Regions from separate parts of the Mus musculus genome. Here region 1 is linked to region 2. Evidence: chromatin contacts called from public HiChIP or PLAC-seq data. All regions are on one chromosome and are shown on one strand. Each heading gives the region's core, a stretch centred on a gene start, on an enhancer-like site or on the middle of the called end of the contact. The rest is flanking DNA. Distances are from core to core; before and after follow the strand shown. Region 1 overlaps Tgfbr3 (transforming growth factor, beta receptor III). Region 2 overlaps Gm33474 (a long non-coding RNA gene).

Evidence for each region. HiChIP or PLAC-seq counts read pairs in DNA pulled down with a chosen protein or histone mark.
Region 1: a contact with region 2 is called in an H3K27ac HiChIP or PLAC-seq map of extraembryonic endoderm stem cells, with 4 times the contacts expected there. The contact joins two enhancer-like sites. A contact is called at or near these places in 4 of 115 datasets of contacts at active chromatin or transcription factors (T-cell acute lymphoblastic leukemia, epiblast stem cells, extraembryonic endoderm stem cells and 1 more) and 1 of 9 other capture datasets (embryonic stem cells).

Annotation. Positions count from the first base shown.
Region 1 is chr5:107,267,582-107,270,281 of GRCm38.p6, reverse strand. All of the region lies in intron 1 of Tgfbr3 (transforming growth factor, beta receptor III), which reads left to right. Among named protein-coding and RNA genes, the nearest start is that of Tgfbr3, 21 kb to the left of the region's middle. Within about 2 kb of position 1,416, at least 108 of the 459 cell types and tissues checked have an H3K27ac peak or open chromatin away from gene starts, as enhancers often do. A contact at or near this core is called in extraembryonic endoderm stem cells, where this site is marked.
Region 2 is chr5:107,057,544-107,060,243 of GRCm38.p6, reverse strand. All of the region lies in intron 3 of Gm33474 (a long non-coding RNA gene), which reads right to left. Among named protein-coding and RNA genes, the nearest start is that of Gm33474, 10 kb to the right of the region's middle. Within about 2 kb of position 1,448, at least 25 of the 459 cell types and tissues checked have an H3K27ac peak or open chromatin away from gene starts, as enhancers often do. A contact at or near this core is called in extraembryonic endoderm stem cells, where this site is marked.

The sequences.
Region 1 (2,700 bases), core at 167-2,666, 210 kb before region 2:
TGTCCTGGAACTCACTTTGTAGACCAGGCTGGCCTCGAACTCAGAAATCCGCCTGCCTCTGCCTCCCAAGTGCTGGGATTAAAGGCGTGTGCCACCACACCCGGCTTAAGACTGCCTTTCTTAACTGAGTAACTGAACAGTTACAAGTTAATTGTGAATTATGTCTCACTTTGAAAGGTGTCCTGTACTTAGCCATCTTAAGAATAGCTAGCACATTTTTTTCTTCCTGGCTACCAGACATCCATTTTGCCACATTTCCCTCTAAAAACAATGTTTTCCCTTCATTAAAACAAACAAACAAAATCTTCCGGGCCATCAAGATGGTCTAACAGTAAATGTGCTTGCTGTGCATAGCCTACACCTGATGACTGAGTTAGATTCTTAAACTGACTCAGAGCTGGAAGAGAAAGGACTTCACAAAGTTGTTTTCTGACATCTGCATGGGCTGCCCAATGCACATGTACACACATGTACATACATGTACATGGTGTCATACATGCCCCCATACACCCACACAAATGTACATAGACACATACATATACATACACAGATACACATACAGACACACACCACACACACAGATTGACAGATGCACACATACCACACACAGACAGAGACACACCACACACACAGAGGAACATACACACATGTACACACACAAATATATATAATATATTATATATAGAGACACATATACAACGATACACACAGACAAACACATACACACCACACACACACAGATGGATAAATATACACACACAAATATACATAGACACACACATATACATATACCAGATACACACACACACACACACACACCACACACACAAATTGACAGATGCTCACACACCACACACGGACAGAGACATACCACACACACACACACACACACACACACACACACACACACACGGAGGGACATACACACATCACACACACAAATATACACACACACACACACACAGATACACAGAGACAGACACACACCACACAGACGGACACACAAACACACACAGATAGACACAAACACGCACACACACACACATTCCTTCCTTAGTCTAGGCTTTTCTAAGTAGCTCCTTTGGAGCGTGGGTCTAGATTCGTGGTGCTGTCAAGGATTTGGTTGAGCAGGCTTTCCTCAGCTAATCCCTGTATTTACCCAAATGCTTTGCTGGTTCTCAGGAATGTGCAGCAGCCAGCTCTGATTAATGGTCTCAGAAGTAAACACAGCATGCTCCGAAATCAACAGACTTAGCAAGCGGCACATTCTTCTTTGTTTTTAACCTGTGAGTGCCCCCCCCCCCCTGTTTTCTTCTGCTAATTTGTGGTGCTAAAGGCTCCCATCCCCAGCAGTGGAGCACACTGCTGTGAAGCTTTGGGTGGCGAGCAAAGAGATCACTCTGCAGTCGCCTCCAGATTGTTCCAGGGTCTCAGTGGTTCTACTTACGCACTCACACAGCTCATGAGCCCAAAGAGATTTCATGATGTCAAGGCGGGTCAGCAGCTAAGTGACTATGACAGAACCTCACCTGAAAGAGGAGTTGGTGTTTTCTGGTTTTATTTCAGAGGTACACAATTATGGAGGCCTGGCTCCACCCAGCATTCAGCTGAGGGGCTGGATTCCTGAGTCATGCCACAGCTCTGGTCTGTAGTCTTGGCTGGACATCAGCCAGGTGGGACCCCTGGGATTCCCTTCCTGTCCTCCCAGGCCCTAGAACTCTGTCAGCACACTGGGGAGATTAGACAAAAAAAAAAAAAAAAAAACCCTCGCAGTTTGCTTTCTTTTCGAACACGTTCTCATAAAGAGGGGCTTCAGCTCAAAGAAGCTCCTTCTTTGTTCACCACAGCTGTGTGGAGTCTCAACTTGTCCTGCACTTCCTCGGAGATGTCTCGAGATCCGGAGTGAACTTGCTGTGGTTGCCTTTGGGCATCAAACTGTTTAGCTTGGCTCGATTATATAATAATTATATAATTGCCCAATATTCTTGTCAGCAATTTGCAGGCCGTATTTTTAATAGGGCCATTTGCCTTTCTTTCCATGGTTCCTTCAGGACTGGTGTAAGCTCCTGGATTATTGCAGCGCAGCCCCACAGGCCCTGCACAGATGTGAGCAGAGGTGACGCGCGCCCTGGGCTGCCTGTGGTTATTTGCTCCATAAAAATCCTCCTGTAAACCATCTTCTCAGTGCTCCTTATGGGTCTTTGCTTTAGTAAGATTTCTGTTGGTGTTCGTTGAAATGGTATATTCTTTCAGGGAGATTTCTCTTTATTAACCCGTTTAGGAAATCTAATTTTTGAAGAAAAAAACCTGGAAACAAACTCTCCAGCTTATTAACCCATTTAGGAAATCTAATTTTTGAAGAGGAAAAACGGGAGACAAACTCTCAGTGTTGTTGTCGAGTTCTTAAGCAAACAGACATTTCCATTTATCTGATGGTGAGAGAAAGGCGAGGCTTCCAGGGGTTAGCTGAAGTAAATTTCGTGGCTTTCAAATAAGTTTTCTAACTTGTCAGCATTGCTGGTAACTTTGTTCTCCCTTGACCTTGACTTCTTTCTCCCTGTGGCAATACACAAAACTTGTTGGGCAGGAGCTAAGAATTACATGAATGACCGACCACACTCCGATCTTTTCAGTTATCAGCAAGAAGACCTCAAAGAGAATGGGGTAGTGATCAAAATAGCTGATATTTTTTGATTGATA
Region 2 (2,700 bases), core at 199-2,698:
GGAACTGGAGGGATGGCTCGGGGTTAAGAATGCTTGCTGAAGACTTGAGTTCAGATCCTATTGCCCACATCAGGTGGTTCCAACCACCTGTAAGTCCAGTTCCAGAGGCTCTACACCTCCCTATTCTGGCCTCTGTAAGCACCTACACTCATATGTTCACATGCACAAACACACACACACACACACACACACACACACACACAGATCTTAAAACAAACAAACAAACCCCTCCCCCAAAACAAAACTCTGGTGAGGACACAATGAGAAAGCATGTGAAACAGTATATTATTCTCCCTCTCCTGACATCATCTCTTGCTTCTGTCTTCTTTCTCGTACCAGTCATATATTAGCAAATGATACATGTTAGGTGTTGCTGTAATCGTGTAGTTATTATAATGCATGACTGAGAGTAGAGGCTATGTCAATATTTGTGGGCACAGCAAATAAGAGAAGCTCTATTTGATTGTCTTGGTAATTAGACTCTAGGCTACGTAGCTCCAAGGGGACTCACCCAATGTGGTCATGTGTCACAGTTGAGCCCTACTTGTGAGGTGTCTAAAGGGGAAGGGCTTCAGAAGTGGGCCTGGTTAGATAAAGCCAGGCATATGTCAACCACTCAACCACATCCCCATTCCCAGACAGGGTTACCTCTGTGAAGTCAGCCTGGAGGTCTCCACAACGTGCTGTGTTGACTATGGGCCACTACGGAGACATCTCCATGCTTCTGACCATCTCCAGGGAGTCAGAGCCACACCAGCAGTGGCCTGGCTCCTTCGCCGCACACTCTGTGGAACAATTACTTGGCTCCTGAGGGAGGGCTACCTTCCATGTTCCCTGGTTCCTTCTGTCTGTTTCTATATTGAGAATACAGGGAATAGACTGAAGAGGTCATGTATATCCAGGACAGGTGAGCTGCTTGGTGGAGATTGACCTCCTGGAACCCCAGGGAGGAGAGTTTCACTGGGTCACAGGTCCTTCCTGATCCCCATCCATACAAGGCTATTCCTTCCCCCCCCCCCCCAGACAGGGTTTCTCTGTGTAGCTCTGGCTGTCCTAGAACTCACTCTGTAGACCAGGCTGGCCTCGAACTCAGAAATCCATCTGCCTCTGCCTCCCGAGTGCTGGGATTAAAGGGGTGCGCCTCACAAGGGCTATTTCAACTCATGAGATCCAAGGCTCTCTAGGTCATCTCTACTCTGAGGTCACCAACACCCACACAGTAAGGAGTGGGTGGAACCCTAAAACCAACTCCATCTGTTTGTCTCTTCAGATCCCTGCAGGCACGTCCTTAGTCTTGTGACATGACCAGCCGTGCTTGCAGAGGCTCTGTCTACAGCAGTGGGCTAGGGAGTACCCGGGGCTGTGCAGCGATGGTGAACTAAGGGACTGGTCCCACTCACTTGCAAAGCTCCAGGGAGCCAGGGCAATGACTTGAGACCCTGCTTGGAGTCCTGCAATAGTGTCACACCCTGCCACACACCTTCAAGTATGACAGGAATGTGCAGCTTGCAGCACTGATCAGATTAAACTCAGATCTTGGGTGGAGGGTGCTAAAGTGTTGGATTTTTGGGTGTTGCCTTTTTTGCCTATTTGAGAAGGATTTGTAAAATGGGAGCTGAACATGATAAATGTTAAAAGTAAGCAAACAGATCATCACACATGTAAGGAAAAAGCAAAATAGTTAACTACGATGATGCAGAGCATGAGCCATTAATGTTGGAAGATGAGACCATTGTCTTTCTTGGAAACTCCCTTCTTAATCATGGCTGGCATTTATTGGGGCAATTACGATGTAGCAGGCTCTGTTCTAAATACTTTCTTAAATAATTTATTCCCCATCAAGGATAAAGGAAAGAATGATATCATTGTTCCTATTCTCTAAGCAAGGGTGATGAAGGCCAGAGAAGTTGAATAACTTGTCCAGTGTTGCAGAGCTGGAAAATGGAAGGCTTGTACCCAGGTTTTCTGGCACCTCTGGGCCAGGTTATCTTTTAATGGAAAAATCTTTTAGGCCAAGTCTTAGAAACTTCTGCCCTGTGCTTCTGTCAGTACTCAAGCAACAGAGTAAGATATGAATATTGAAATGCAAATAAATGAATAAATGAATGAAGAATAATCTGCAACCACAAATCTTTCCTGGTAAGAGCCCAATTTCTAAAGCAAGAAAACAAACAAACAAACAAACAAACCCCCTCTGATGTTTGTCCACACTGTGTGTTCTTCCTCGGCAGTGCCCTAAGTGAGTGTCTGTAAGCCTTTGTTATTCTGTGCCTCAGCTCTGGCCTCTCCTCCACATTCTCTTCCTTGTTTGCTTTCCTACCTTGAGTTCTCCTCACTAAGCTCCAATATACAAAGTTTAATTTAACAAAATTTTAATGTAACATGGGCTTTCGTGTTGGTTTGCTTACTGCATGGATCAAGTCAAGTTCTTGAAACATAACTACACTGGGAAAGGATGCTTGTCAATGCTGGAGTTGGTCAGAGGGAAGGGCTGGAACATGGTGAGTGTGTGTGTGACAACTTCCCAGTGAATGTGGTTAAGCTGTAGTATCTCACACAAGAGGGATGCAGGCTGCAGCCATTCTCAATTCAGAGATGGGGAAACTGAGAGACAGGGGTGTGGCTTGTTCTGTGGGTGGAGCTTAGGGGTCTCTGGGCTCCCAGTTAAGATGTTGATTAGGGGCTATCTTCTCCCAGCTG